Linked DNA regions of Mus musculus: regions 1, 3, 4, 5, 6 and 7 are each linked to region 2. The links are chromatin contacts, called in public Hi-C and promoter capture Hi-C maps. All regions are on one chromosome and are shown on one strand. The core of a region is the stretch at or near the end of the contact, and the rest is flanking DNA. Distances in the headings are between cores, read along the strand shown. Region 1 has its middle 56 kb from the start of Foxf2. Region 2 holds the start of Wrnip1 (Werner helicase interacting protein 1). Region 3 holds the start of Bphl (biphenyl hydrolase-like (serine hydrolase, breast epithelial mucin-associated antigen)). Region 4 holds the start of Ripk1 (receptor (TNFRSF)-interacting serine-threonine kinase 1). Region 5 holds the start of Psmg4 (proteasome (prosome, macropain) assembly chaperone 4). Region 6 holds the start of Serpinb6c (serine (or cysteine) peptidase inhibitor, clade B, member 6c). Region 7 holds the start of Tubb2a (tubulin, beta 2A class IIA).

Region 1 (3,138 bases), core at 217-2,716, 1.1 Mb after region 2:
TCCTTTCTTGTCCTTTGATGCTTGTTTCATTTTAGGAAGAGCTCCTTGTCATTCATCATTGAGTTGGTCCAAACACTATGGACAAGGGGGAAAGTCTTGATTAAATAAATCAGTCCTCTAGGGAAGGAAGAGTCAGGCTTTAAGAATAAGGGGTTGGTTCTGGAAAAACAAGGATGCATAGAAGAGAATGGGAGGTAACCTGCTCAGAAGGGGGGTGGTGAGGTCCAAGGTCTTTATCTGGGACTTGGGCCTGGAAATCTCAAGACTCTCCTTTCCCAGATGATGCCCTTATGCATTCCTGAATATCCATCACCCTCCTGAGGAATATTTCTTTTGGTTGGACACCGGATGAGCTTGCAGTAAACGGAAAGGGTAGATATGTGTAAAATATACTGTGTATATTTTACCCATATGTGTAAATATGTAAAATATGTGTAAAATATGTAAAATATACTTGAAGCACAGCTGTTCTTAAAAAATAGAAATTAAACACAAAGATGAGGGAAATGAATCATGGATGATAAAACTGATAAATATCCAATGCCATCTTATAGTGAAATGTTTCTGAGGATGGTTGAGGATTCTCAGGCCACAAATTAAGAGAACACTAAAAGGAAAAAAAAAACAACACCAATTTTTCCACCTCCCTGTAAGCTAATAATTCAGGATAAAATGTTAGTCAACTTCAAGAATAGGATATGCAGCAACTGAGATGATTCTTAACTCTGTGGATTTTAACAATGACTTTGTAGAGCTAAGATTTATGTCTTATTTTATATTTAACCCAGTTTCCTCCAAGTGCACCTTACTTAAATAATACATGCTCTGTTTTTATTTCTATAAACACAATATCTCCCTGTGACTATAATCACTGCTATCACCATCATCATCATCACTGCCACCGACCATTATCATCATTGCTGAGATCTATATTGGGTGAAAACTCTTTTTGTATACTTTCTTTAAAGTATATGTGTGTGTGTGTGTGTGTGTGTGTGTGTGTGTGTGTGTGTGTGTGTGTGTGTTGGAGTATGTACATATGAATACAAGATCCTGTGGTGGCTAGAGGTCTTGGACCTCCCTAGTGCTCGAGTTAGACAATTGTGAGCCACCTAACGTGGCTACTGAGAACTGAACTTGTGTCCTGTGTGCTCTTAAATGCCGAGGCATCTCTCCAACCCTAGTATGCACATTTAATATGAGCTGTCCAACTTAGATTATAACACGCACACATGAACACTTTTATTTAACAGAGAGATTTCTAAATTATAATGTCCCAATTGTAAGGGTATAATTTAATGATATCTTAAATAAATTCACAGTTATGTAACTCTCCCTGCCACCCAGCTTTGAGAAGTTGCCAGCGCCTAATTTGCACCTTGTTTCTCACTCCTATGCCATCCCTAAGCAGTTGGTTATCTTCCTAACTCCGTAGACTTGCACTCTGGGCACTTCACATGTACAGTGTGTGCTAGTGATCTTTCTGTCTTGGGATAACTGACCAAGGAAAGTTTTATTTTGGGTCACAGCTTTAGATGTTCCAGCCCATGATCAGTGGAGTGGGCTCCATTGCCTTGGCTGAGGTAGCACATTATGGTAGAAATGATTTTGCTCATCACATCATGGATGGGAAGAGGAAGTCCATAGTGTCATTTCCACAGTGACTGAAGACCTTCCAGTAGGTCCAACCTCATAAATGCATCACCACCTCCCAGAAGAACTATTGTTAATGTTATCTGGTAAGTGTTGCGGCTTTCTCTTAACCCCTCTATGTTGCGGTTTTCTCTTAACCCCTCTAGCTCCGGAATAATTGAGGCAGGGCTATTGTATTTACTTAAAAGCTTTAAGGCACAACAACTGAGCACAGTATTCATCTATTTTAATCCTCTAACCTAACTCTGTCTACCTCCCAGACAAAAACTCTAAGATATTTGCATTTTATGGTTTTCTCTGCTCCAGCTGTTTTCTTATGGTTTCTCCTGGACCCTCTCTCCTTTCTGTCCCTCTCTCCTTTCTGTCCCTCCCTCCTTTCTGTCCCTCTCTCCTTTCTGTCCCTCTCTCCTTTCTGTCCCTCTCTTCTTTCTGTCCCTCCTTTCTGTCCCTCTACTCCCCAGGCTGTGAGAAAGTCCAGCCCTATTCTCTCCCCTGCTCAGTCACTGGCTGATCAGCCATATGTTGACAGAAATATTTTATTAAAAATATTTTTCCAGTATTTCCCATAACCTATGGCTTATTATCCTATTTTCTTTATGTGTCTTATAAAGAGCAAAAAGTCATCAATTTTGATAAAGTCCAACATTTTTGTTATTGAACTTTTTTTGACAGAGTTCAAATTGGCCTGGAACTCACTATGTAGCCCACACACGTTGGCACCAAACTTATGATAATCCTCTTGCCTCTTATTGCTAGGATCACAGGCCTAAATTAGCATGCTAGCTTTGCTTGAATGTTTGATGTCATATTGAAAGAAGTGTTGCCTAGCTCATGGAAAGAAATATTTTCTTGAAATTATAGAATTTCATGGTTTTTGTTTCAGAGAAGCACTTCAAGATGTAGGCATACTCAAAAAGTTTCTGAAGAGGACTTTAATAACCCAGAAATAACCTCAAGGACTGACAGGTTGGATGACATGAGATTAAAAACCAACAATACAGCAAAGGAAGCTATCAGCAATGTCACACACAGCCTAGAGAGTGGGAAAGTCACTGCCAGCTGCCTTTCAGTGAGATGCTAGTGTATAGAACAAACTGCCGATGTGAAACACCAAAAATAAGGACCATCTCTAACTGCTACTAACCGTCTAGGTACTGTCTTTCTTATATAATTCTTCCACTACTCGGAGTTTCTAAAAATTAGCTAATTTTGAATCAAAGGCAGAACACAGCTGGATAAAAAAAAAACTAGTCATATTAATTTATGCAAATTTCCCCTCAGGATACTTTTCCGTCTATAGGGCTGAGCATGCTCAATAACTAAGGGAGAACACTCACTGAGATAGAGTGTCAGGGATCATAGTTTGGAGTGCCACGGAGTCTGAAGGTCAAGGTGAGGAGAGTCTCTCGAGGAAATTACACAGGAATTAATTGTCTATTTAAATAAGGATCAGCACTTTCCACAAGCATATAATTTACTTATATA
Region 2 (3,145 bases), core at 76-2,575:
TGCAGCATGTCCCCTGCCTGGAATTGGGTCACTAAAAATCATGGATATGACCACAAAGATAGCTCAAATCTCTGTCCACATCTCTGCATAAACCAAGAAAATTGGGCATTTTCTTGTGAAAAACGCCCAACAAGGGGTCTGGGGAATCTGGGGAAATGGCATGCTTGCTTGCGTATTACAAACTCCGCTCACGCATCAGGACCGCGCCCCCAGGCCTCCCTCTCCAGAGGAGGGGTCCGGAATCTAAGGACCGCACCCGGCTCAGAATACCTCCGCGGCCCTTGGCAAAAACAGCAAGAGCAGCACTCACCTTACCGCAACCTGGCGGGCCCCACAAGATGAGCGAAGGGATCTCATTGGCCTCCAGTAGCGAGCGGAGCAGAGTCTCCTGCCCTACGGCCCTACTCTGCCCGATGTAGTCCTGCAGCGTGTCTGGACGCATCTTGTCAGCCAGCGGCTTGCCCTCCAGCATCTGTCGGATCTCCTCCGCCGCCAGCGCCCGGGGATGCGCGCGGCCCGCGCTGACTCCGAACGAGGCGTCGGCGGCGTCCGCATCCCAGTGCCCGGGATCGTCCTCACCGTCCACGTCCGCGTCGCCATCGCCGTCCACCCCCGCCTCCTCCTCCTCCTGCGCCTCCGCCTCATCCCAGCTGCGCGGGGATGCGCTGCCTGCGGCGGCTGCAGCCGCTGGTCTCTTCCCCATACCCTTTCTGGCGGGGCTGCTGGAGCGGGCCACCGGGAAGTCCGGGATAAGGCGCGCACCGCTGGGCGTGGGCGGTGCGTCGTAGCTCTCACGGCTCTCGGTCTCGCCGCCGTCATCGCCCTCCTCGCCCTCGCCTTCGCTGCTTTCGGCCGCCGTCGGGGTGGCGGGCTGCTTCAGCGCCGAGCTCTCCGACAGTCGACGCCTCTTGGCGCCGGGTGGCGAGGGCCCCTTGGCCCGCTCCCCAGCGCGGTGAGAGCCGGCCGCTGGCTCCGCGTGCCCCGCAGGGTGCAGCAGCAGGCAGCGGTCCAGGTGCGAATTGATGTGCGCGGCGGGCATCATCTGCTGGCACACTGGGCACTGCACCTGGTGCAACTGCGACAGGAAGGGGTCGTCTTCCGGCCCGCTCACCTCCATGGTGGCAGCTGCCCTCCCTGGCGCCCGTGCGGCTGCACCTGCCCCTGAGAACGCCGATGCCCGCCGCTAGGCCCGGTGCCGCGCGACCCTCGCGCGGGTAGGGAGCAGGACACGCACGGGCCGAGGGAGGGCGCCGCTCATGCCTCACGTCCTGAGCTCCCGCGTCAACTCGCCCTCGGCCCGCAGCTGGCAACGCCTCGCGAGTCGTGTCGGGAAGTGTAGTCCAAAGCGGGCAGAAGACTCCGCAACCCGATGCCCCCAATCGCCGCCGGCAATTTCTCGCATTGAACTTTGGGAAATGTAGTTCTCCGTCACAACAGGCCCTCTCGTCTTCTTCGGTCCCTGGGAAGAGCCTTTCTGTGGCGCTGCTTGGATAGGCGTGGTGCGCGTGCGCATGCCTGCTCAGTACCGGAAACAACCGCCTTCGAGTAAAACCCAAGCGGAGGGAACTTGGGAACCTGGCTTTCCAGGATTTTGGCCTTCTGGGTGCGGAACTAGAAATGCTGTCATCAGGGAGAATATTTGTAATAAAACTAAAACGAAGTGGAAATACCCCAGAAGTGCCTAGGAAGCTGGAGAAAGGGCTTCGACATAAACACACAAGAGCTACACAGGTAGACAAAGTTCAATTCCGAAGGCTGCTCAAGGAAATGCAATAAAAGGGATTCCCTCCCCTGTGCCCCTTAATTTTACTTTAGGACCTGTCGCCCAAAGTACTTGCTTAATAGTTATCTCTAGCTGATATAATAGTCGTAAACTGAAAATCACCGTTGTATCCCAATAACAAAATGATGGCAGGCAGTCCTTAAAGGTATTTCCAGCAGACAGGAGCAGGAAATGAGTACAATAGGCATTTATAAATGTATATTCTCTGGGTGTAGTGCTGTGTACCTTTAATACTAGTACTCAGGAGGCACTGACAGGTGGATCTCAGAGTTTGAGGCCAGCGTGGTCTACATTTTGAGTTCCAAGTCAGCCAGGGCTACATAATACAAAATTGTATTTTTACTTTTGAAAAGCAAATTTAAAAAGTTAGTGTGGTAGTCTACATCCATGTATTACTGCTTATGATTTTATTATGCTTTTCTGTAAGTTACTCCTTGGAAAGATGCAAAAGGAGCTGGAGAGGTGGCTCAGTAGTTAAGAGCACTTGCTGCTATTGTAGGTTCCTCTTTCAGTTTGCAGCACCAGGTCAGAGGATCTGGCTCCTTATTCTGGCCTCTGGGGGCACTACACCTAGGTAATGCACAGTCATACATGCAGGCAAAACATGTAAATATAAATGTAATACATCTTTTAAAATATTTAAATACATATAGGTAGATTGAGAGGAGTGTGACTTGTTAAGTTGCTAAGGCTGGAATTCTCAACCTGTACCTGGGGGCTACCAAAAACATCAAAATTTTATTATAATTGATTATTGCTGATAATCAGAAATTAAATGTGTTAAGGGAAAGCAAAGACTTATGAATCTTGTCAAAATTTGAGTGTGTATTTACTTTACCACCCAACAGTATACAGCAAGTTACAGTAGAAACTTTTTATTTACTGTTTTCCCACTGAAGGTTTAGTTATCTTATGCTATGAAGTAAACTGGCAATAGCTAATGTGACGTGAGTTACAAATTCTGTTACATACCTAAGTGTAGAACTCATCTGTTCCCGTTCTGGCTCCCAAATAGCTGACACAAAGAACTATTAAGTTTAATAACAAGAAGCAAGCCTAAGCTGGACCATTCTGGGCTATTCTAACCCTCTAAGGCTGATAATACCCAGACAAATGCCCTGTTAACATGCCAATCTGGTCTTCCCCTGGCTCACTCTGGTCCATGTGTGTCCTCATGACTGCTCTTTCATATCAACCTCATGGCAAACATTGGTCTTCTTGTCCCTCTCTTCCTTCTCTCTCTACCTGGCTGAGATCAGAAGTCCAGCCTTCCTATCTCCTCTGCTCAGCCACAGGCTGGTCAGCTTGTTATTACCCAATCAGAGATGATTGGGGAGCGTTTTTTTTTAAATATATATATAT
Region 3 (3,530 bases), core at 627-3,126, 1.2 Mb before region 2:
TTTTCTTCATTCAATGTGCCAACTATGTCATTAATTGTACTTGTTAATTATTTATTTTTATTTTGTTTCACAATCATTGTTCCAAATACAAACACTGCAAGGTCAGGAATCTAGAGAGGTTGAGTAACTTGTCTACAGTCACACAGCTAAGAAGGGTCAATAATACAGTTATTTAGACTATGTGATCTCAAAAGCCCATGATTCTCTTTAATCTCCTGGCAAAAGTGGCATTCAGTCTCATTGCCAAGTCGGGGGGTGGAGGCAGCGATGAGGCGAAGGAATGGACCTGATTCTCTGGCCGGACCTCCTTAGGTTAACTCAGAAAATACTGTTTTCAGACTGTCAGATTTAGTAAATTATTAACATCAGAACGGACATACAACTCCCCACAGAAAAAATGACTTTTCAACAGATCACAGAGATCATGAAGTAAGGAAAGGGTCAAAGTTCCAAGTATCAGATTTACAAGAAACTCTGTGGTGCATAACTCAGCTACCTGCGGGCTGGACACTGGCTGTGAAGAGGTTTTCATGGGACTGTTGCGGCTGAGGCTGCAGCCTGGCTTCAGGATTAACCACCTGGAGCTGTTTCTCAGGTTACAGGCCGTTTGTATTTCTAAAACAATGCAGGGTGAGACTAAGGGAAACCTTAGCAGAGATCTTTTAGGAAGAGTGGTCTCCAGTGCAGCTAAGTGAATGAGACTCTCAACAGCCATTAAGTTGCCGATGAGCATGACATTAACACAACCTTAGTAGCCTCGTTCAAGCCCTTTTTGCAATCAGGAAACGGGATAACATGCCTCTTCACTAGCAATTTATACAACCAGAGTCACTGATATGTTTTCCAACGTGTATATTTAAAAAGTTGTTAAAGTCATATGAGAGAAGAAATCTGAATTGGATATAGACTAAGAGAGCTACACAATCATGCTACTAATGTTTAAAAACAAACAAACAAACAAACAAAAAAATGGGTCGCTTTTCCGTTCTTTCTACTTCCAGATTATATGCTCAAACGATTGGTTTCCACATCAGGTCTAATAAAGTTCCAAATGCTCGTTACTACTGTCAATGGCCCACCGATAGTAAACTGCACACGACCACTGCCTATGTCTGCATGTGTATAACATGGAGGGATGCGCACAACTTCAGCCTGCTCTATCCACATCTTCTGCTTACATTCTCTTGAGACCGTGCACCCATTTTCAAGACAGCAGGTCTCCATGAATGTTATTATTTTAGCAAAGGGCTGGAGTGTAGTGTAGAGGGAAATAGAAGTGAAGATTCGGTGTCCTGGCCATCACCACACACACACACACACACACACACACACTCGACTCTCTGGCAGGGGAACCTGGGACTTTGAATTTACACAGGTTCCCAAGCAGATTGTCTTGCACACTTAAGTTTAAAATTAGCAAGCAAAAGGACTCAGGAAACTTGGGCCCTGCCTGCCACTGAAGCAGGTTAGGCAGATTTCTGATTTGGCAGGAATAATTACTGTTCCCAGCAAATGGCTAAGAGGCCAGCAAGCCCCCCACCCCTTCCTTCCTCCCCAGTTCCTTCCCTGTGCACTGAGGAGGCTGGACCACCACCCAGCACGTAGAACCTAACCCCAGGCATCAAAGTGCTCGCACACCAGTTCTGCGGGATCTGGACGTGGGGTTTGAGCAAGGAAGGGCCGACAACGCCAGGCGTCCGTATCCCTCCCCGGCCAGTGGCCCTCGCTGCCCCGAGCACGCCATTACCCGAAGGTGGCTACGGGTTCGGCCTGGGGTACGCAGATCCGGGATTTCAGGGGCGAGAGGAGCAGCCGCAACCGCTGGGCCGCCGGGCGAACTGTTGCGGTCGCCATAGCTCCAGGTCGCACAAGCTCCATGGAACGCGCATGCGCCCGGCTGGATGCCACCCTTCAAGTGCTAAGCTCGAAGTCCCGCCCCTGGCCCGCTGTGCCTTGCTGGAGCTCGCTCTGCTCCTTGTCAGGCCTGCCCAGAAACAAAAACAGAGCGTGTCCTTCTAGTCCTAGCTCTCTCAGGGTGGACAGTTCAGTAGGCACTGCTCCTTGCTTGCAACTGCCAAGGAGTCCAAGGATATGGGTCGGCGGGGCCACCTGCTGTGCTGCCTTCACCTAAAGGGTATCTAAGCAGAGCCTCTGAGAGACAAGTGCACAGCAGACCATCCTGCCTCTGTTAAGGAAGGAAAGCTCAAGCTGGCCTAGAACTCTAGCTGATGTTGATCTTGAGCTCCTGATCCTCCTGACTCATGCTGGGACATCTGGCCTGCATCACTACACCTGACTATGTCCCACTTCCCACATTATCTAGCCCTGGTCCCTTGATGCTAAGCATAATGGTAGCAAGCCTTTAGGTTACTTAGAGCAACATTTATTATGCACGTCTTAAGAACTCATCATTTGTACATCTTGCTGTGTTAGCTTTATGCACCACTGTGACAAACATTTGAGAACAATGTAAAAGGGGGAAAGGTTCATGGTTTCAGAGCTCTAAGCTCAAGGTCATCCGGACCCATTTCTTTGGGCCCGAGGAAAGGCAGTGCATGGTGGGAGCGGAGGCACTTAAGTGTTAAGAGCACTTAACAGGCTGAGAGGGAGAAGAGAAAGAACTGGAAGAAACTGTTCAAAGGAAAAATTGTTCAAAGACATGCATGCTCCCAGTGACCTGCTTCTTGTAGTCAGGCCCCACCTCCTATATCTTCCAATAATACCAACAAACTATGAATCCATTAATAGATAACTCCATTGATTAAGTCAGAGTCCTCACGATCCAATTACCCAGCAATGACTAGTCCCAGTAATGGGGGGGGAGGGAGCTTTCAATACTTCATACCAAAAACTAGTCATTTTTGTGCCAGGTGCCTTAAAGTGTGTCACTATATTTTTAATTAGTATATGCTCCTTCTCCATCCATACTTCTTACCCCAGATTATAGACGAGGAAACAGTGGGAAGAGAAGTTAGAAAGGCTTGGCTCACAGAGCTGTGGAGGGGTATTCAGGTCGGCTTAGCTTCCTAATGCTATATGAAAACATCATACCTCTTACTACAATTACACTAGCTCTTAACTCTTTATAATCACTTATTTGTAAATGTCATTGAGTCTGTCCTCCATTTTAACCCCACCCCATTTTTTGAAGCGATAAAACCATGAAGGGAACCTTGATTTCTTCCCCTCTTCCCCTACCTCACCTTCTAAGGCCCTTTTTAAAAATATTGTCAGCAGTTATAAAACATTATCAGATTAAGTGGTTCAGTTTTAGCCACAATCTGGTTGTCAACCCTTTAGATATCTTTGTATACTGCTTATACCATAGAGAAGCCTAGGGTGAGGCTAGCCTTGGATGCTTGATCCTCCTGTGTCAGCCTCCCAAGTGCTGGGGATGCAGCAAAATACAGCAGAGGCAATTAAAGGAACACCCAGATATGTGGACAAGAGTTGACACACTACTGGAATTTTCACTGAATATAAACATGACATTTTGGAAAATGTGGTAACATAGAAGGTAGAAGATTCTG
Region 4 (3,528 bases), core at 469-2,968, 1.2 Mb before region 2:
GGCTACACAAAGAGACCCAGTCTCAAAAACAATAAACAAACAAACAAACAAACATATAAAATCATATGGACTTACCCAGATTAATTGAATATTCTACATTTTAAAAACATGGGGATGTACAGATTAAATTTAAAAAAAACTTAGTATTATATCCATGTTTTTATAGTAAGACACATCTGCCAGAATGATATCCTACCGATGTGTGGGAAACTATATATTTGCTTCAAATTCCAGATCCTACTGGAGATATTAAGGAGACATTAACTAAGGTGTAATAGTACTGTGCCCAGTTTGTAAGTTGTTACCTTGGGCACATATCTTATTACAATCTTGAAAGCTTAACATTATGTGTAAGGCTCAAAGTAGCAAAGAATGAGAAAAATGGAAATTAAAGTTAAGAATTGTTACTACTGTTTTTGTCAGTCATACAAACAAAACATCCCAAATTTCATTTTCAATAAGACTAGTATATTTCTACATACAATACAGCTGTGATAGTTCACCTTTCTCACAAGCCTTAGTAGTATCTTTCCAGGGGCTACAGAATTACACAATTAAGTCATTGCATCCCAAAGTTCACTCTACCATCGAGTCTTCATGTGTTAAGAAAGAATACTTTCCTAAAGGTCTTTTGTGGAATTTCTTGATTAAAACAGCTTCAACTCTTTGCACAAAGTAAAAGAGCAAGAAAATCAAATGATCTGCAAGACACAAAGAATGAGTCACCCTGGGCTGCACCATCCATCCTCAGTGGGCTCTGTCCAACGCTTAGGTGAGGAGGATGTGGCTTATCTTTTTCACAACTCAGAAAAGGTCTGCAGCAACCCATAAATGCAAATGCTACTGAGGACCAGAGAAGCCTTGGATGTTTGACACTGGTCTCTCGTTGAGGTCGTAGATCACTCCTGATTTGCCAGCTCACCTCAAAAATAACGATGAAAGCTACCGACTGCTCTGCCACCTGCTGCCCCAAGACAACAGGAATAGACCCTTTTAAAGAGCTGGTAGGTCCAGGGTTGATAGGTTACATTTAGGTAGTCTTGTTGGGGTCCTAAAGCTTCAAGAAGCTGTCATTCCTACCAAAATAATCGTTCCATAGTCACTCTGTAACCATGGCTACGGCGCACCTTCAGTCTCGACTTGAGCTAAAACGACCTCAAGAAGAGTCCAACCTCCCGCTAGATGACAGCAAGTTCCGCGCTTTTCGATTTCCGGGAACGTTTGAAGTCCCGCCCGCCACCCGGCTTCCGGAAACAACGAGCCCCGCCCTCCGGTCCACGCGCAGAAATCGCGCGGCCTCCGCCCCTTCCGGGAAACCAGCTTCTGAGGAAACTAGCGGCGGCGCCCCTGGCCTCGACCCCCGCGCTGACTTACCTCAGAGGCCTTCCCGCGGCCAAGTACCCCGGCCTAGGTGAGGAAGGACGGGCGGTGGACGTCAGGAGCGGCGCCTCGCCGTGGCTGCCCGGCCGGGACGGCCCTGGGCCCTGACGAGGACCGGTCGGAGTTCGGTGCTGAAGTGGCGCCCAGCCACTCGCAGGTCCCCCACAGCCTGCCGCCTCCCGCCGCGTCCAGCTCGCACCTCCGCGGGTCCGCACCGCCGCTGGACTCCCGGGAGGTGAGCGGCACCGACACCCGCGCTCCCGAGGCCGTTCCGGGGGCCGCTGGTCCTCCTCTAAGGACTACTGGGGTGGTGCTAGGCTGCGGCCGCCCCTGTCTCCGCCTCTGCTCACGCCCCGGGGCTGTGTGCACGGGCGAGCGCCAGCCTCCCAGCTGGGCATTGAGCTCTACTGAGCATGCCAGGTTCGCAGCACGACCATCCCGGAGGCCCGCGGGCGGAAGGAATGGCACTTTTGCCTTGCTTTCTGAGCGAGTTCTGAGAGAGCCCTTAAAAAAAATAATACGGCGGTCATAGCTGCTATATGTCAGGGCGGAGACCGCTTGGCCCGCTAGATAGCGCTGTGTGCGACAGTGGCCTTTGCAAGCTTTGTGGGTTCAGAGGTGACACGGTGACAGAACCACTGGTAAATTATCGTTCGTCCACCACAGCAGCCTGTCGAGGAAGAAACGTGATTAATTTGTAGCCCTCGAAAATAGTAGTTGAAACCCCAAGCAGAAACTGTGTTGCTGCAGGTGTCATTAAGAAGAAAGTTGCACGATAGTCCAGTGATCCCTTATTGTCAAAAGATAAATATGACAAGACAGAGAGAGGGCCACAAAAGACACGATAAAGGAGTCTTATTAAACCATACACACGACCACTTTAAGAAAATTCACAGCCATTTTACCAGATACCTCACCATACAAATAAGCATTAAAAAGATGCTCAATGTCAAAGGACATTAGGGGAACTCAACTTTGATGTAGAGTACACATAAAATGCCCCCAAATCCCAAACATTCACCGATGTTAACAAAAACGTACACTAACTGAAAATCACATACATTCCTGCAAAGAATGCAAAACCTTTATGGTTACTGTATGATTTATCAGTTTCACATACAGGTATGTACCCAAATGAACATACATCTAGTGTATAAACACATGTACTTAAGTTGGGTTTTTTGTTTGTTTGTTTGTTTGGAGTTCTTTCCGGGTGGGATTGGGTGTGTGTGTGTGTGTGTGTGTGTGTGTATAAAACTCCACATATGGGAGGCCAGGAGCCCACCTCCAGTTAGCTCCTTCTTACAATGCATCTTTTTCTTTTCCATACAAGGTATTACTTTTACCTTTTGCTTGTGGAATGGACTAAGCTGTCTGGCCAAGGCAAGAGGCACCAGGGGTGTCTCCATGGCCAGTTTTGTTTGTTTGTTTCTGTATGAGTGCTGGGGATTGAACTCAGATCCATATGTTGCCATGGAAAGCACTTTGCTGAAGGAACCATGAGCTATCTTCTTCAGGTTCCTGTACATTGTTTTTCCTTAAGTTTTTTGTTTGTTTTATTTACGAGTGTGTATATAATAGAGTGCAGATTCTCCTAGAGGCCACAGAAAGGTATCAGGTCCCCTGAAGTTAGAGTTTACAGGTGAACTGTCTGGTGTGAGTCTGGGAACCAAACTTGGGGTCCTCTGCAAGAGCAGTATGTGCTTTTAACAGCTGACTCACACTTCCAGCTCCTGTATCTGAAAAATTTAAAGGTTTATTTGATATGTCTGAGTGCTTTGATTGCACGTTTGTGCACCACTTGCATGCCTGGCGTCCATGGAGGTCAGAAGAGGGCATGGGATCTCTTGGAATTGGAGTTATGGATAGTTGTGAGTCACCATATGAGTGCCAAGACCCAGGTCCTCTGCAAGAACAACTACTGAGCCATCTCTCCCATTACTGTATTTAACTTTTGCAGCAGCTTTTCATAATTGCCAAAACTTGAAAGCAAATAAGTTACATTTCAATAGCTCTAGTAAATCTACCACAATGGACTACTACCTAGCACTAAAATCAATTATAGAATTAAAAAAAAAAAGAATTTGGTGTGTTCTTGTGTTTTCTAAGAAAAAAAAAATCAATCTTAAAAAACTAAGTTACAGTGTA
Region 5 (3,621 bases), core at 746-3,245, 1.4 Mb before region 2:
AACATTTAGCTGAAATGTACAGTGTTTACACTGAAGCCTACTGAAGTAAATCTACCTTACCAGCTGGCTTTTTCGTACCAAAAATAAAATTTTAAGCCCCATCTTGTTACTGTTCTTAATATAATTAATTACTGTCAAATAATTGGTCTCCATAGACACATGCTCAAGGACACATTTACTAAGGTGGGAGCACCTCCTCCAACTCCCTGCCATAGGTCAGGACCATTTTCCATCCCAGGCCAGCCACCCTCAGGCTGGCTTGGCTGGCATCATCCCTCCTGGGTACTGAAACCCCTGCCGCTATCCAGACAGGCCAGTTAGAGAAGCAACTTCATCCTGTGATTTGTGTTCTCCAAAGTTTGTTGTGGCCAGAACAAATTTGCGGGCAAAGGGAGGAGCACACACACATGATCTTTAACACTGTCCTCCATGGACCAGCACAACTTTTCTATGAATGCTCACAAAGAAAATAATTCAGGTGTCAGCAGCCACAAGCCCGCTAGTAGGACTAGAGCTGCCATACTCTCCACCTGCATAGATAGATGTGGCCATGTTTTAGTAGAACCTGATTACGAAGTAAGACCTTACTGCCTGACTGGCTACAACTTAAAGGACGCCCTGAAGAGGTCTCAACAACTCACCAAGTGACTTAATGAGCAGCCTGAGAGGTACTAGACACTAACCTCACCTTATATCACTAAAACTTCAGAGGCCAGTACTACTGGAATAACTGGGCAGGGAAGAACACTAAGAAGCAACAGGCCCTGTGGGGATCACTAGAAACTCAGTATCATACTCTGAATTCATCTCAAAGGGTCTTTAGCAGAGGAATGGCAATCCCTGATCTATCTTATTGTTTTATCTTTTTGCTTATATGTAGTGTGTATGGTATGCATGCATACGTGCATGCATGTTCCTAAATTTGGGTGCATATATATGCATGTGCCCCCCACACAAAGTGAGCTCATCCGAGGGTAAGGTAAGTCCTTCATCCAATATGAGTGGTGTGTTCAAGGAAGAGATGAGGACAGGCAGTTTAACTCAGTGGTGGAGCATTTGCATAGCACATGCAAAGCTTTGGATTCAACCCCCTATCCTGGAGATGGAGAGGCTCTGGGCACGTGACCTGTGAGAGAAAGAAAGGCCAAAGACAGCCAGAGAGCACTCAGAATAGGTAGAGTTGCCCATACAGAGATGAAAGGTCACAGAAGGGGAAGGTTTGAGTTTGTTGGTCAAGTACCTATCAGACACTCAAATCTAAGCTCCAAGTTCAATACAAAAGTTGTCTAAACCCAATGTAAAATGTAAAACGTAGCACGCGCACATGTCAGGAAGCTGGTGCAAGGAGAGCCGATGTTCTGGTGAGCTCAGAGCTCAGGGGCTGGGATGAGTTCCCTTTAAGGTGGTCCACGTGTGGGTTGACTCCGGGGTTCCCGCAAGTCAAGAAGCAGCCCTAGGAGACTCCAGCCTGAGGTGTTCAGAATAGGACCCCAGGGCACACTGAAGCTCCTCAAGAATGTCTCTCAGGGCCGCATGCGACCAGCCTCACTCCCACTGGTCTCTCTCCTCCCAAACCCTTCTTAGCGGTCCCCACCCTCTACCCCAGATCCTTCACCTTGAGGTCCACCGGTCCCCCCAACCCCACCCCCAACTACGGCTAGGCCCCGCCCCCAGATCGCCATCAAGTTCCTGGCCCCGCCCACACTCACGTAGCGGCTGCACATGGCCACTGCGAGGTTGCGTAGATGCGGCGTTGCTCCCACCCACAGGAAGAGCGAATCCGTCAGCCGCATGACATGAAAGTGGACCAGCTGCTCCCACAGCCTTGCACTGAAGTTGTGAAGCGACACGTCCGCGTCCGCAGCGGCCCGAGACTCCTCCATCCCGCCAGCCACCGGGCCACAGCACCGAGACCGGGCAGGCGCGGGCTCCCAGACCAGAGAGAGCGAGCTCCGAAAAGCGGAACGCTCTTTCACTTTCAGATGCGCGCGCCGAGGTGGGGTGGGGCGAGCATGAGTGGGCGGGGCCTAGAACAGGGCCTCCGCCTGCTCTAGCCTGGTACCTTCAGCCTCGCCTAGGAGTCTGCCAGCGATCTCTAGGAACCCACTGAACTACCTCTGTCCTTTTTCCTTCTTCCCAGGAGCGCATGTTAGTGGACTGAAACCACTCTCAGCATCTTCCTTTGCCCAGACACGGACACAATTTGAGCGCTTTAGCAGCCACCACCTCCCAGGCCCACCTCTGCAAGTCTCTAACCTAGCTAACATAATTTAACAGCAATGATCCTGGGAGAAAGCTGTAAAAAAGAACTGCATAGACCATGGCGGGAGGACAGGGTCTTCAGAGACAGGCAGGCACACCCTGAGCTGCTATCATGTAAAGCTCGGGTCTTGATCTAACCCTTTAACTTCTCTGTCTCTCTTTCCTCGAGTACAAAATGGAAATATGAGTAGGGAGCCTTTAAGATTTGAGAAAGAATGTGAGAGAGGGAAGCCCTGTGGAGGGTGGTGATATATCTGCCCTGGGACCCTTTAATTTTAATTACTGGGACACTAAAGTGTTTGGAATGAGTCCCTTGGTGGGTTGAGAGGCGTAAAAACTTGCCCGGTTTGTCAAGCTTTTTACAGTAGACTTGGAGACTCTAGGAACTGCAAAGAGTCTGCTTAAATTTCCTGTAACTCTTAGTGGATCAAATTGAGATTTAAAATGTGATGTGATTTGAGTATGGTTTGGGACCCTCCGAGGATCCACTGTGAGATGTCTTAGTCCCCAAGGGAGATAGATTATGGAATATCATGGGAGATCAGGGGATAGGCCCTGTCTGGAAGACCCAAGTCACTGAGGAAAAGGAAATATTCCTGTGATAGAGCTCCTGAGGTATTACTATAAAAGCAACAAGCCCAGCCTTTGTGGTTAATATTGTTGGGGGTTGGGGGGAGGGGGTTACTACACCCCCTTGTTACCTTTAAATATCTATTGGGGGTTTCTACCCCACTTCAGACCATATCATTACCAGATAAAAGATACAGAAACATTTAGATTTATAATAAGCTTAAAAGCACTAGAGCTAGGCAGATATCAGCCCTCTATGCTATATTACCTATTTTCTTATGGTGATCCCAGAGATGTCACTGGCCATGTTCAGCCTGGGCCATTCCTACTCCATCAGGCTGGTCCTCTTGACCATGTGCCCATGATCTACCAACACCATGGTGACCTCCTTCCTTCTTCCTCTCTCTTCCACCTCATCCTTATCTCAGACCCCAAGCCCAGAATCCATTTTTCCACCCACTCTGTTCTGCCTAGCCTTGTCTGTAGGCATCTTTATTGGCCAATCAGGAATAAGTTGGGGGGCAAGCTTTACATCATTTGGTACAGGAGGATCTCATCAGGAGGCATCCAGATTTGGGGGGACCAGCACTTAGCATTCAAATACAGAGCAGCACCCGTGCAACCCCTACACCCTGCTACACCCATCCTCCTCCTGCCTACTCTTCTCAGGCTGTGACCTCTTCCTGTATTTGTGCTCCTGTGACATTTGTGCTATGAAGTCCTCACCATAGCTCGGCCAGCACAGATACTGTATTCTTGAACCTCCTAGCACTGTAAACTAGAATCTTT
Region 6 (3,221 bases), core at 709-3,208, 1.1 Mb before region 2:
AGATCTTCCTGCCTCCTCTTTCCCAATGCTGGGATTAAGGGAGTGCACCGAGTACTGCCTGTCCTCTTCTGTAAGCACCTGTCTGGTTCCCGTTAGCGATTTTTATCTGAAAACTTGGCAGCATTGTTTTCCCTGCCTGGTTCCCACTCCTGCCAGGCTTCCACACTGCTGTGAAGCAAGCTTTCCTATCTTAATTCTGAGGATGTTGCTACATGCTCCAAAGTGTGTAAACCCACTGGCATGATGTCATGAATATAAAACAGTCTAGTATCTAAGCTAAATTGCTTCCTACTTAATGATATCTTATGAGCTATAGGGTTCCTGTGGTATAGGCACACTTCCATGTTTCCCAGCCTGCACAGTTGGAACATTCTCTCCTGTGTGTCATTTACTCAGCTCATCCCGAGTCTTCAGTTCTGTCCTAGTGCTAAGGACTCTGACATCACTTTTAGTCCATATTCCCAAAGGTAAACCTGCCGTTCCTGCTTCTACTTGTTCTTGCCCCTGTATTCAGCACAGGTACTGCACATACCACAACATATGTCATCTGCTAGCCCATCTGTGCTGAGGGCAGAAACTGTATCTTCTCTATTCTGCTTCCAAGTGGCTCCTGGATGGTTCTGTAAGTAGAGTAAGTCTGTAGAACAAATGAAACAATTACATCACATCTGGCAAGCCATTGGCACCATTTTTCCAATACTACCCAGCTATATAATAAAATTTCTTAAAGCTGATGCTCACACATAAACTTTCTGAAAAGACAGGATTGTGATTTTTCTAGAGGATTTTGCCTACCTATGAAGTTATGGTAGTTAGCTCATAGGCTGAGAAGAACCTCTGTCCTTGTGAAGGTCTTAGTTGTTTTGAGACAAGCTGACGGCCCTTTAAAACAGGAAGGGAAACAGTGTTTTGGAGGCAAAGTTTGAGAAACGCTGTAGTGATAACTAGACAATAGAATCCTGTTATACCCAATTGCTTTCTCTGTGGGCTCAGCAAACAGATGCCTTCCTCATAAGAGCCTGGAGTGCTGTGCTTTAAGTGTCTCCAGCACAACTCATGATGAAGCCAATCCCTCATGTGAAGTATTAGGAGGTGGGTGGGGGGTTTGTGGAATGATGAGGTCATAAGAGCTTTGCTATAACTCACCTAATGCATTTATCAACTTGACAAATGCAGAATGAGAAGGCTGGTGAAACCACACTCTAGTCCTCTGTAGGAAACCACCCAGAGCCTCCAGCTCCTGTTGAGCTTGCTGTTAGAAAAGGCATTCTTAGAAAAGGCATTCAGGACCAGAAAAATCCGCAGCTGGATTGGCAACCGGGTGGCCAGGAGACAAAGGGTGGGCTGCTGCATTGTTAGGCTCAGGTAACCTAGCCCTGCCCTCTGCATTTCCTAACACAATAGGCCAGCGCCCAGAGCTCCAGTCTCCACCTGCCTCTCCACCCAGCCAGTAGCCCTGGGCACAGCCAGTACCTTTCAGATCTCTGCTCATCTTGCTATCTCCAGGTGAACCTAGTGTCGGGGTAGGCTAGGCTGATGCAGGCTTTGGCACAGGGCGCTGGGGACGAGGGTGGCAGGAGCGGGTGTGGCGTTGGCCTAGAGACCTGCGATCAGGGGTAGGGGTTTCATCTTGAATTATGCAGTTGCTGCAGTGGTTCTTTGACACTGTCTGGAGAGTAAGTCTCCTTGTGTTCTGGGCCAGCTGGTGGCCACGCCTTCGGCTCTGATGCAAGGGGCGTTGGTCAGTTCAGCACCCACTGAGGAGTTGATTTGTTCACGATGGGGTCGGTGTCCCAGATCCGGATCCACATGTGACTGCTTGCCCAGACTTGGAGATCCAGGACTCATGACACGAGAGACAGTCTTTGGAATCTCAGAGGGCGGGGACCAGGGGTGGGGAGGTGGGAGGAGGTGGGGATGAAGAGGCCTGGGAGTGAGTGTCAAGGGTTTTGGACCTGCTTTTATAGACGTTATGGTCTTTGTGAAGTTAGGCTCAAACGACAAGTCTTTGGAGGCCCTCAGTGTAAGAAGAAGGATACTGGTAAGGAGCTGACCTGATCACTTTGATATGCTTTCTACTAAACTCTTGTCAGGCGAAGTGTTAAGGATCCAGTGTCTGCCTAGACACGCAGAAAGTTTTAATCTGATTTCTGTTCCAGATTAGATTGAGTTATCTTTTCTCTCCCTTTCTCTTTGTTTTGTTGGCAGACTCACAGCCTTGCTGTGCTGAGCTTGCTCTGCCCCTTAGTAACAGACCTGAAATGTCCCTTTCTCTTAAAATTGTTTTGAGAATTAAAAGTACAGAAAAATAGCATTCTTGTGGTTTCAATATTACTGGAAATTTTAGGTAGCCCTATTTGGAGGACCACTTGTCTCTAGGAAAATTGAGTTTCTCTAATAGTTCTTAGATTCCTTATTTATTTACTTATTTATTTATTTAGAATAGACACAGAAGGAAACTAGAACACGGTTTTATTAGAGTTTGAAAGAAATGCCAGAGAACAGCTTCTGAGGGTTTTGAGACGGAGTAGAGGAGGAGACAAGGCCTTGCTAATTGAGTGAGGGTGAAGGTTCAGCAAGCAGCCAAATGGCAAAAAGGGACAGCGAATACAGAGCTAGGAAGACATCTTTAAGCTGTGGCCAGGAATCAGAAAGTAAGAGACAAAAGGGAGAAAAAAGAGAAAAACCAAGGCTTTTCCAGGTCTTGACTCAGAAAGATGGCCAGAGCAAACAGAGCCTCACAGCAGCTTGGGAGGGACATAACAGATTCGGGCTTTTGGGAAGGGAAAGTGCATTATCTTCTCAAGGGATAATTATTACCCTCATATATTTATCTTGGCACCAGCTGGATCTCCTTCCGAGGTGTGGTCTCTTAGGCAGTTGATTAGTACTGATTGTTTTTGAGTAGCCTGGAATGTTAGACATACCCAGCCCATAGCTAGAGTTCATTCTCTTGATCTGAAACAGCTTTTCTTTAATGGGCCTCATCAGAGAGCTGTGTAGAAGGCTAAGGCTACTGTAACATTCTTCTCTCTGAAGAGGTATCATTAAACCAGTTACAAGGGGTAAAGTTGGAAATAGATGTAACCCCCCCTTTTGGTTTTGGTTTTGTTGCCTCCCCAGGGTTTCTCTGTATAACAGCCCTGGCTGTCCTGGAACTCACATTGTAGACCAGGCTGGGCTTGAAATCAGAGATCCACCTGCTTCTACCTCCTGAGTGC
Region 7 (3,372 bases), core at 364-2,863, 1.3 Mb before region 2:
AAGACCCATGATGTGGAGATGGAGGCAGATTGGGGGAAAAACTCTGAAGGCCAAACCTGGGACCCAACAGCTTGGGGATGGGAAGGAGAAAGAAGAGCACTTAGGACATCTATTCCCATCTGAGGAGGCCCCAGCACAGCCTGCCTGCTAGGATGGAGGAGCCTGGAGGCCTGGGTCCCTGAAGCGGAATCCACGATGATGTAACTTCACCTGGGCTTAATCACGAGTGACTGGCTGTGGCTCCCACCTCAGCAAATGACCCAATATTAACATGGCAAACAAGATCCACATTTACAGCAGCATCCCCTTGGACTTTATGAAGGCATTTTCACTCCATAAACTCAACCTGCTTTCATATACACCTTCTCATTTCCTGTTCACAAAGCCAGCTCCACGGCACCTATAATTATTTAGTATTTGAAGAAACTGGCTCCCGAGAGGAACTGGTGGAAGCTCCTGTTTACCCCTCCACTGTGCCAGACCAACGAAGAGTAACTCCTGGTGGACCAGTCCTAGCGCCAAGCCTAGGGTTTCTGCTAATAGAAAAACTGCAGGTTCTCGGGCTTCCTCAATTTGTAGCTGGTCAGGTTTTAAACCTTGCTTTTCTGAGGGGAGGAATCTGGGTAGTGTTGATGCCTTTTGTGGGACAGACAGTACTAGCCGAGAGAAGGAAATGTGAGCCCTGAATGTGGGCTGCAACCGTGTTTTTATATTTTCCTGGTTATCACATTTTTAAAAGTGAAAACAAGTGAGTCATTTAACAAATATATTTTAAGCACTGTGTCCAAAACGTGATCACTGTGACCTTTTGTCAGTGAGGTTCTTTGGCTAACTTACCCAGCCCATGAAAACCAGTGTCTCTCTCAGACCAGCATCTCAACTCACACTCACTATATTAGCTACCTCCACTTCCCTCCCTTGCTCTCTCGCTCCAACACGTGTCTGAGAGCAGAAATTTCGACTTTTAAGAGGCTTTTAGGACCCAAGAGTCCAGACCAGAAAAACGTCACTCTTCCTCCTCTATACCTAGCAATCGACCTGTATAGCATCCTTGTCGTCCTTGAAACAGTCCAGACCCTCACTTGATCCTCCCCTCTTTCCTCCCAAGCGGTATCACGTCTGGCTTTCTACTCGCCCTTAGTTACCAAGCAGACTTGAAAGAGAGAACCGGGCTGCAGTTCAAGTCCTGCCCAGGATGCAGGCACCCTTTTTCAGAAAGGACATCTAGTAGAGATGCATTTTCAGTTCTGGGCTTCATATCCAAGAGCGAGGCCACACCTGTCCTGCTACTGGGGAGGCAGGAGCCCCATCTGTAGTCCCCAGAGTGGTGGGAAATGAGCAGTGTGGGAGCAGAACCAGAGTGTAACCTAAAGGTCTCGACAGTAGACAAACACCTCAGGTGGACACTGAGGGGAAACCAGCAGGACCGGCTGGGGGGGCGTAATAACCCTAGGAGGCTGGATACAGGCGGGTGCCCCGCACCTCGCACCGCGCCCCGGCTCCCTCTCGCGGTGCCGCAGTCCCAGCCGCGCCGCCCCTCGGCTCTGCCCCCATGACGTCAGCGGGACTGGGCGGTCCCCGGGTATAAAAGGCGGTGCTGGGGGAGGGCGACTGGTCTTTTGCGCTCCTTAGCCCTCTGTCCACGCACTGCTCCGAGGGCAAGAGCCTCCACCCCTTCTACAACCAGCACCATGCGCGAGATCGTGCACATCCAGGCGGGCCAGTGTGGCAACCAGATCGGCGCTAAGGTGGGCTCACCCCTAGGGAAGAAATGGATGAGGTAGTCCCATCCGGTCAGGGTCCCAAGGTTGCGTGGGGAGAGGGGTAGGGGGGGGTGTCGCGGAAGCAGGCCGAGCCTAGGGGATCCAGAAGAGCCCCGGCTGGTGTCGCATTCCACCGCTGGCTACTGGGCGGGCCGGGTCCTGAAAGCCGACCAACTTGCCAGGATTGGTGCGACAAGGGTGTCTTAAATTAAGGTCCATTACATTGCTTTGGGACACAGCCCTTCTGCGGGGTGCAGCTGACATTAGTCTGGGTTTTTTTCGTGTCTGAAATTTGGGTTGGGGGGGTCACTACATGTATTGAAAAAAATCTCATGTCAAATGTAATTCATATATATATATATATTTCTGTCATTTGAATGAAAAAAATGCAGTGTCATTGGGTTGACAGATGTTACAGAGGCGTGTCTTTGGGCCAACAGACGAGGGTGTTAGACAAATTCTCTTACAAGGGCTCGTTTAGATGTGACATAAAACATTATGGTCCTCTTTTTTCTCTGCAAGACTGCTTGGAATGGGGGCTGTGAGACCCGACGGCAGTGGGGAGACAGCAATGGGTATTTAACATGGGTGTGGGCGGGTGCCTGCACAAGGACATGGTCTCTTTCAACACCGCCATATTGCCCACCCAACCTCCCCACTCCCTTTCCTGCTGCCAAGTCACAATGGAGGTTACATCCTGAGGATGGCCAGCTTTTTCCCGGGGCTGCCAGACGCCCTCTCAGGATTGTACTGCCCATCCCCGAACATTCCTAGCCAGGGTCAATACCCGAAGCCAATATGTAGGTCAGTGGTATAAAACTGGGCTGTTGAAAGCTGTCATGGAGTCTGTGCCAGCAGCCATTGATCCCTGGAGGCACAGGGGGCGGGGCACCTGATTTTCCCTTCTGCCTTTCCCATCCATCAGCCTGTATGTGTAACATTCAGCCTTGCCTGGAGTGATAGAAAGCAGCTGCCTCTGCAGTTCTGCGAGATCCGCTGTGCCCACTTCCTTCTCCAGGCTCCTCCCAGCCCTGCATCTGTGGTCATAATATGGCCGATGCACTGCGCATTCCCAAGACCCTCTGCAGCAGCAGCTGCTGCCCAAATACATGGAGGCCCGCAGCCCACTAGGCTCTTGCCCTGCTGTCTTTCTGGTGACAGAGAGATTCTAAGCATGATGTGGGATTGTCTTCATTTCAGTTTTGGGAGGTGATAAGCGATGAGCATGGCATCGACCCCACTGGCAGTTACCATGGCGACAGTGACTTGCAGCTGGAGAGGATCAATGTGTACTACAATGAAGCTGCTGGTAAGAGTTTGGATGTCAGTCTCGCTTTCCATACCGTGACAGAGAAAGCAGCCTACCAGCATGCAGACAAGGAAATGGTTTTTTTGCATATTCATTTTTTTTAAAAAAGCACTTCATAATTCCTGAAGACCTCTGCATGCTTTGTGTCTCCATTTTCTTTTTCCTCCTTTGTCTCAATGCTGGGATTTCTGCAATGAATTCTTTTGCCACATTCATCTCCTTTCTCAAGCCCAATTGTAAGTCAGCTCTTGTCCCCACAGGCAACAAATATGTACCTCGGGCCATCCTAGTGGACCTGGA

What was found. Promoter capture Hi-C pulls out the DNA fragments that hold promoters and counts their contacts. A called contact is a pair of places that touch in the nucleus more often than the background predicts. Capture Hi-C pulls out chosen DNA fragments and counts their contacts.
Region 1: a contact with region 2 is called in a Hi-C map of embryonic stem cells, with 4 times the contacts expected there. The contact joins the enhancer-like site here to the promoter of Wrnip1 in region 2. A contact is called at or near these places in 2 of 39 promoter capture datasets (the 3T3-L1 cell line and cranial neural crest), 1 of 484 Hi-C or Micro-C datasets (embryonic stem cells) and 1 of 115 datasets of contacts at active chromatin or transcription factors (large pre-B cells).
Region 3: a promoter capture Hi-C map of liver shows a contact between it and region 2, with 3 times the contacts expected there. The contact joins the promoter of Bphl here to the promoter of Wrnip1 in region 2. A contact is called at or near these places in 7 of 39 promoter capture datasets (the HPC-7 cell line, cranial neural crest, embryonic stem cells and 4 more), 4 of 115 datasets of contacts at active chromatin or transcription factors (the 230-238 cell line, large pre-B cells, pro-B cells and 1 more) and 2 of 9 other capture datasets (adipose tissue and liver).
Region 4: a promoter capture Hi-C map of adipose tissue shows a contact between it and region 2, with 3 times the contacts expected there. The contact joins the promoter of Ripk1 here to the promoter of Wrnip1 in region 2. A contact is called at or near these places in 8 of 39 promoter capture datasets (the 3T3-L1 cell line, the SN4741 cell line, cranial neural crest and 5 more), 1 of 15 datasets of contacts at CTCF or cohesin (large pre-B cells), 2 of 484 Hi-C or Micro-C datasets (CD4 T cells and regulatory T cells), 8 of 115 datasets of contacts at active chromatin or transcription factors (the 230-238 cell line, astrocytes, embryonic forebrain and 4 more) and 5 of 9 other capture datasets (adipose tissue, embryonic stem cells, liver and 2 more).
Region 5: a contact with region 2 is called in a Hi-C map of regulatory T cells, with 10 times the contacts expected there. The contact joins the promoter of Psmg4 here to the promoter of Wrnip1 in region 2. A contact is called at or near these places in 1 of 39 promoter capture datasets (pre-B cells), 4 of 484 Hi-C or Micro-C datasets (CD4 T cells, natural killer cells, regulatory T cells and 1 more), 2 of 115 datasets of contacts at active chromatin or transcription factors (the 230-238 cell line and astrocytes) and 1 of 9 other capture datasets (adipose tissue).
Region 6: a promoter capture Hi-C map of embryonic stem cells shows a contact between it and region 2, with 5 times the contacts expected there. The contact joins the promoter of Serpinb6c here to the promoter of Wrnip1 in region 2. A contact is called at or near these places in 10 of 39 promoter capture datasets (the 3T3-L1 cell line, 3T3-L1-derived adipocytes, cranial neural crest and 5 more) and 4 of 115 datasets of contacts at active chromatin or transcription factors (astrocytes, embryonic forebrain, embryonic stem cells and 1 more).
Region 7: a Hi-C map of CD4 T cells shows a contact between it and region 2, with 5 times the contacts expected there. The contact joins the promoter of Tubb2a here to the promoter of Wrnip1 in region 2. A contact is called at or near these places in 1 of 484 Hi-C or Micro-C datasets (CD4 T cells) and 1 of 115 datasets of contacts at active chromatin or transcription factors (large pre-B cells).

The regions. Positions count from the first base shown.
Region 1 is chr13:31,679,764-31,682,901 of GRCm38.p6, reverse strand. No RefSeq gene overlaps it. Among named protein-coding and RNA genes, the nearest start is that of Foxf2, 56 kb to the right of the region's middle. Within about 2 kb of position 1,466, at least 9 of the 459 cell types and tissues checked have an H3K27ac peak or open chromatin away from gene starts, as enhancers often do. A contact at or near this core is called in embryonic stem cells, where this site is marked.
Region 2 is chr13:32,800,210-32,803,354 of GRCm38.p6, reverse strand. It overlaps Wrnip1 (Werner helicase interacting protein 1), which reads right to left and starts at 1,325. Exons shown (of 7, transcript NM_030215.3): 1 at 311-1,325. The coding sequence starts at 1,117. It also overlaps a transcript of Mylk4 not described here.
Region 3 is chr13:34,035,987-34,039,516 of GRCm38.p6, reverse strand. Bphl (biphenyl hydrolase-like (serine hydrolase, breast epithelial mucin-associated antigen)) reads right to left here and starts at 1,876. Exons shown (of 7, transcript NM_026512.1): 1 at 1,748-1,876. The coding sequence starts at 1,854.
Region 4 is chr13:34,000,553-34,004,080 of GRCm38.p6, reverse strand. It overlaps Ripk1 (receptor (TNFRSF)-interacting serine-threonine kinase 1), which reads right to left and starts at 1,718. Exons shown (of 11, transcript NM_001359997.1): 1 at 1,375-1,718. It also overlaps a transcript of Serpinb6a not described here.
Region 5 is chr13:34,161,338-34,164,958 of GRCm38.p6, reverse strand. It overlaps Psmg4 (proteasome (prosome, macropain) assembly chaperone 4), which reads right to left and starts at 1,995. Exons shown (of 3, transcript NM_001101430.2): 1 at 1,710-1,995. The coding sequence starts at 1,883.
Region 6 is chr13:33,903,928-33,907,148 of GRCm38.p6, reverse strand. Serpinb6c (serine (or cysteine) peptidase inhibitor, clade B, member 6c) reads left to right here and starts at 1,958. Exons shown (of 7, transcript NM_001382852.1): 1 at 1,958-2,041.
Region 7 is chr13:34,076,249-34,079,620 of GRCm38.p6, reverse strand. It overlaps Tubb2a (tubulin, beta 2A class IIA), which reads left to right and starts at 1,613. Exons shown (of 4, transcript NM_009450.2): 1 at 1,613-1,748; 2 at 2,964-3,072; 3 at 3,333-3,372. The coding sequence starts at 1,692.